2 separate regions of the Mus musculus genome follow, and region 1 is linked to region 2. The links are chromatin contacts, called in public promoter capture Hi-C maps. All regions are on one chromosome and are shown on one strand. Each heading gives the region's core, a stretch centred on a gene start, on an enhancer-like site or on the middle of the called end of the contact. The rest is flanking DNA. Distances are from core to core; before and after follow the strand shown.

The links. Promoter capture Hi-C pulls out the DNA fragments that hold promoters and counts their contacts.
Region 1: a promoter capture Hi-C map of liver shows a contact between it and region 2, with 2.4 times the contacts expected there. The contact joins the promoter of Slc47a1 here to the promoter of Gjc2 in region 2.

The regions. Positions count from the first base shown.
Region 1 is chr11:61,376,711-61,379,809 of GRCm38.p6, forward strand. It overlaps Slc47a1 (solute carrier family 47, member 1), which reads right to left and starts at 1,365. Exons shown (of 17, transcript NM_026183.5): 1 at 1,203-1,365. The coding sequence starts at 1,337.
Region 2 is chr11:59,181,094-59,184,205 of GRCm38.p6, forward strand. It overlaps Gjc2 (gap junction protein, gamma 2), which reads right to left and starts at 1,733. Exons shown (of 2, transcript NM_175452.4): 1 at 1,653-1,733. It overlaps Guk1 (guanylate kinase 1), which reads right to left. Exons shown (of 8, transcript NM_008193.3): 8 at 2,762-3,094. The coding sequence ends at 3,059.

The DNA.
Region 1 (3,099 bases), core at 115-2,614, 2.2 Mb after region 2:
ATGACATACATGTATACATTCATGTTCCCATGTAGGAAAAGTAGCCAGTTCCCCTCTATTAGCCTAGAACTGGGGATCACGTGACTAGAAGAGGGCATGAGCTCCAAATGCTGCTGCTGCTGCTATTTTTCCTCTTTGGGTTTCTGAAGCAGGAGCTCATGCTGTAGCCCAGGATGGCTTGGAACAGTAAGTCACTCTAGTCACCTTTCTGCCCCAGTCTCCCAAGCACAGAGATTCCAGGCCACGGCTACCACACCACACCTGATTCTTAGGAAGCTTTTCTGGCAGCAACTCAGTGAGACTAAGTTACGGCAAAGCTGACGGCTCATAGACTTCATAGAAAGGAGAACGGAGCTGTTCTGAGTCCGTGGGCTGTTCCCTAACATGCTTGGGAAGATCCACACAGGAACTGAACTTCAAGTCTGGAGACTGAGCACCGCAGAGGGCTGTGAGCTCCTATGCCTCTCCTGGACCTGTAGCTGATGGCTTCACCCTGGGCTTTGATCTTGCTTCTCTATGCCCTATCGTGTGTGTCAAGAGGGCACACATGCCGGGGCTCAGGGGCTCCCAGGTGCTTGAATGTCTGCCTCTTGGCCAAATGTTTATTCACTCAGACACACAGAGTGTGTCAGAGAAGTGGCTTTCTCACCCTTGAGGACTGAAAACCCCCAAACTGACAGAGAACAGAAGGCAGCACGTGTGTGATGTGGTTCTGTGGTTTGGGGGGTTTTTTTGTTTTTGTTTTTTTCCCACGTTGCTTCTAAAAGCCGAGATTGAGAGAGACCTAGTCTAATGAGTAAAATCGACCCCACTAATAAAAGCACTTCCTACCCAAAGGGAACCTCATTAAAACCTCAGATTTTGAGCGCAGCGCTTAGTGGAAGAGGAGCTGACACAGGATGCTTCTGCGTCAGACATTGGCTCTAGATTCCAAATAGTTTTGAAAGCCTAATTCTAAGGTGACAGTTTACCTTCCTGTTTCATGCCTCTGCCTGGAGAGAGACAGGTCTGAGTGCTTTTATTTTCAGGAACCCCTGGCTTCAGGGCGCACGCCAAGAGTCACTAGGCTCTGCACATCCCCATAGCTGTGGCCCGCTGCAGGCTCTTCGGGTCCCCAACCCCGCCAAGTCAGACCCTGAAATTTAGGTAACTGGGCCCCCAGTCCTCGGGGACCGGCCTGCAGCCGAGGCCACCTGACTCACCGCAGGACCCGCCAGGACCAAGAGTGCCCGCAGCTCCTCTAGGAAGCCGGGCAGCAGCAGGCAGCGTAGCCCACGGCGCTCGGACGCAGCGTCCGCGCCTCCCGGCCCGGGAGCGGACTCCTCCGTGCGTTCCATGTGGCCTCCGTGGTGTCAGGGCTCGGAAGCCGCACGAGGACCCACAGGCCTGGAAGACTCCAGTCCCCGCCCTCGGCCGCCTCCCCTAAACCCGCCCAGCGCCAGCCGAGGATCTGCAACCTTGGACTCACCCCTTGCCCTTGCAACCCCAAGGCCTGCGCATCTCCAAAGGCTAGCCAGCACCCTAATGTAGGAACAGAAAAGTTTGCAAAAGTGCTGGAAGCAAAAGGAAAGAGCGCGCTGAGGCAAGGACCTTCCAGTCGCTGTCGCTGTCGTTGCAAGGGAGCAGAGGGCACTTGAGAAATTAGGGTGTGGAAGGACTTAGAGTCCTGAGACATGATCCCACTACGGTCAGCCAAAGGTCCGATCGTGGTTCCGCTGTGGCCAGCAAATATTGGATCTGGCAGTAGTGGGTGTTCAAGGTCTCTGCTGTGCAGCTTGTGGTCAGCTCAACACACACTTTGCTATAGGTTTCTATAATCTCTCTCTCTCTCTCTCTCTCTCTCTCTCTCTCTCTCTCTCTCTCTCTCTCTCTCTCTCTCTCTCTCTCTCATTGTTCCATTAAAGTACATAACACCTACCAGGGGGAAAAGCAAGCCACATTGTCCGGGTAACACAGAAGTGTTCGCTGGTCTTGGATGGTCAGAAACAGGAGATACTGTGGCAAGAATATACAGGTTCAAGGGACACCTGCAGCCTGGAAAAATGCAGGCTTGTCACCAGGACCCTACTCTCCTCATCTGTAAACTCAAGATGCGTTTCCACAGTCCCACCCACTTGCAGCCCTGCACAGGAGGACTGACTCACAGATGTTAGCTCCAAGTCAAAGGTGACTCCTGTGAGAGAGGCTAAAGTCCCTTCTGTGGCAACTGGTCTTGAATAACAAATGTTTCTGCTCACTGTTAGTTTCACACTGCTGTGACAAAATATCCCAAAAGCAACTGAAGGGGAGAGGGATTGATTCTGGCCCGTGGTTTCAGAGGTCTCCATCCATGTCCAAGAAAGGATAGAGAGGAGTGTTTTCTTGCCTTGTGACAGCCAGGATACAGAGAGACAAAATGCTCTTCAAGGACATGCCTGTGTGATTCGCTCTCTGCAGCTAACCTAGTTTCCAGAGCCTTCCAAAGTGAGACCACCAGGTGGAGGAAGACCTCAGCATAAGAGTCTGTGAGAGGCGACAGTTCATATTCAACCCATACCCTCAGATAACCAGGGACTCTGGAGTCAGGATTTGGGGGTTGGTATTTAAGTATTTAGGGATGGAACCCATGCCCAGCTTCACACACACACTGAGCAAAAGTCCTACCTCTGAGCTACAGCCACGGGGAATCTACAGGTTTAAAAAAGATTGTTGTATCCCTGGGAGTAGAATACTTATCTAATATATGAGAGGTCCTAGGTTCCAGCACCATAAAAAGAACAGACTGTCTTAGTCAGTGTTTATTGCTGTGAAGAGATACCACGACCAAGGCAACTCTTATGAAGGAAAGCATTTAACTGGGACTTGCTTACAGTTTCAGAAGTTTAATCCATTGTCATCATGGTGGGGAGCACGGTAGCACACAGGTAGACACTGTGCTGGAGAAATAGCTGCAAGTTCTACATCCAGATCCACAGGCAGCAGAAGAGAGAAACACTAGACCTGGCTTGGGCTTCAGAAACCTCAAAGCCCACCCCACAGTGATGGATCTCTCAATCCTCAAGAATCGCCATTCCCTGATGACTAAGCATTCCAATGTATGAGCCGATGGAGGCCATTCTT
Region 2 (3,112 bases), core at 483-2,982:
ACACACAGTTAAGAGGAGCACACACCCACTCCAGCAGCCACATGTGGGAAGCAACATATCAGAGGACAGCATGAAATGGGGACTTGTACCTTTGCCGTGACACCTGAGCCCTATGATTCACCATTATGGCTGTTGATAGCACCTATATAGACAGGCTCATCACCCCCATAGTATTCTTTCTGAAACCCATAACCCCAACAAAGCAAGAGAAAACACAGGCCAGTTTCCAAGAGGGCACCCTGAAAAATACCCGAGTAGTATTTTAGTAGCCATGGGCAGCTAAAACAAGGAGACTAAGAGGTGCTGTGGTATCAGGAGGGGCAAGGGAATGTAGGAAACACACAGACTGCGGCTTTTCACTAACAGAGGCAGCACTAGAGTTTATTATGGTGATGTGTTTCATGCCAGTATGGAATGGGAAATGAGGTCCTCTGGGATCTTTTCTGTACTGTTATCTCCTCTGTTGTAAATTTAAACATGTTGAAGATGTAGGACTCTACCACAGAGTTATGGCACCCAGCAGAAACTACCAACCTCCCGCTTTGACCTGTGAGGCCTTCTTCACCAGCACCCAAGTCACATTCCTGGAAGTTCAAGAAGGCAAAACTTCAACTTCAGACTGTGGGGACCAGAAAAACAGATGGGCTAGCCTGCACCTACCTGGTGTAAGAGTCACAACCCTAAGTCTAGACAACTCCTACAGGTTGAGACTTCAGCTAAACTGCATTCCAAAAACGGAGGCACTAGCCTGAGTAGGCAACCCCCTCCCACTCTCCATGCCTTCCTTTGGCATTGCCCAGAGTACACACGTGTGCCCAATTCCTTGTAGAAAGCCCATACTCACCCTGGTCCTTGTCTCTCCAGTCCTGCCAGCCCCTCCACAGCTGAGCCAGGTTCCCCTCCCCATTTCTAGAAATCACTTCCCAGCTGGGTCCACACTGTCCCATACAGAGCCAACTCCAGCCAGCAGGCCCTCCAAAACGGATCTTCTCCAACCTCCCCGTCCTTGGACCCTGTATCTCCCCTTTTGGCTGCCCATCCTCATATCTCCCTCTCTGCAGTCCCTAGACACAGAAGGTAGGTGGGAAGGAAGCACTTAGAGTGAACTGCTGTGGCATCCCAAAGACTTCTGTGCTGGCTACCGCGCCACACTAACACAGCAGCGGTTGTGTAGGTCCAGCTGCTGAGAGGGTCTGCTTGGTAGCAGGCAAGTGGATAATGAAGTTTCTTCAGTTTGAGTAGACTGGGCCTGGTGCCCATACTGATCCCTGGGACACACTACAACTGGCTGGGGTGGACTGGCCCATCTTAAGATGGCCTGAAGGGTCTCAGCTGCTGGGGGAGGTACTGAAAATACCCTAGGCTCTCCGGTTTGTTCCCATCTCCCTCTACCATGGGTTTAGTTACCCCAAAAGAGCCACAAAGCCAGCTGAAGCCAAGCTAAAGGACACCCTGAGGGTCCCTTAATACAGCAAGACAAGATCTGGCCAGAGACTCAGTGAGTCTTCCAGGGTGGCATCTGGCACCAGCTGTGACACACCCCACAGAGCCTGAGAGGGGATGCAGGAACCTGGGAACCTCCACCTTAGCAGTAAGGAGTACAGACCAGTCAAGGCCCAGCCAGGCTGCAGCCCCAGCAGTACCCTCCCTACCTTCTCCAGGCTGGAAATGCAAACCTTCGGCTGAGCCCCTCCACCTGCCGGCTGGATGCTGATCCTCTCTAAGGGCATACTGTGGGGCTAGGGCCACCTCTCGCCACCAAGCACAATGGGGGATGGAGGAGGGGCCCTCAAGGGCTCCATTGTTCCCCCTAGGGTCTGAATCCATGATTGTCCCTGGGGGTGGAGCAGCAGGGATCTAGACAGGCCTGCTGGTCTCCCCAGCCTCCACTTGAAGTCCAGGCAGTTCTGGCTCACCCTTCTAGAGAAACATCTGCAGTTTTGGAGGCAGCCCAGGACTTCCCAGTCTCTCTGGCTACTTCTGCCTGGGTACCTGCCTGCCCTCTTCACACCCACATCCAGTTAATACCCCCAAGTCTGCCCCAGGAGCAGCCTCACCTGGAGATGCACAAGGCAGAGCTGTGGCTGACCACCGGGTGGGGGTAGCTGGCAACAACCACTGCCCTCCCTGCTGGGATTGCTCTCTTGGGCGGAGCCAGCAGCCTGGGCTGGGAGCCCAGAGGAAGAGGGAGGACAGCAGGACCAGACACTCAGAATGTCTCATCGTGGACAGGAGGGGAGGGACATCTCCCTCAGGAATGCTGCACCCTGCTACAACCTCTAGAGCTCAAAATTTGCGATCTTTACAGAAGGCCCAGGACTCTGCCTGCCTGCAGCCCTCACAGGGCTCACCTGCCCTTCCTTGGGTTGGCTGCCTATACCCAAGGCCAAGAACACACAGCACCCACAGCTCCAGGGCCAGCATTATGACCTTAGCTCTTCCCCTGCAGCTGGGCACTTTTGTTCCTGGCAAGTGGTATCTGTCCCTCTGAGTCCCCAAATGGCTCAGAAATACCTCAAAGAGACAGCAGCACTAGGTTGTCTAGGGCTGAGACGATTCCAGCCCATACTGATTGTCCCAGTTGCCTGACTCCCAGGGGAAGAAGTGAACACGAGCAACCCTAGCCAGCATTCTGATGACTAGTGGACCCTGGATGCGGGCAGGGACAAGGGCCACTAGACACCTATGCAGAGCCCCCTTAGCAGCCTTCATCTGGGCTGACCATGGAGGGGCAGAAAGCCAGAGGCCATAAGCCCAGTATGGAGGGCTGTGACACTATAATTCAGTAATTACTTTATTAAGAGGTCAGTCCCGCTCCAGCAGAAGGAACAAGGAAAGGAACACAAATAGTCCAGGGAGATTAGATATGGGTACTCTTTGGAGTCATTCAGCCAGTGAGTCAGCCCACGGTGCAGAGCCACCTTGTGGTCAGACAAAGGGTAGCTCCTTCTACTCCACAGTGGAAGTCTACTACAAGTCCTTGGTGCCCTGGCAAAGTTTCCCCCACCTCCAGGCAAATTTAGACCACAGACATCACTCTGTGGAATGAAGCAGGCCTTCAGGCGTGGCCAGTTCCCTGTGCTTTCTTGATTTCCTGCCAAGGAAGAAGGGA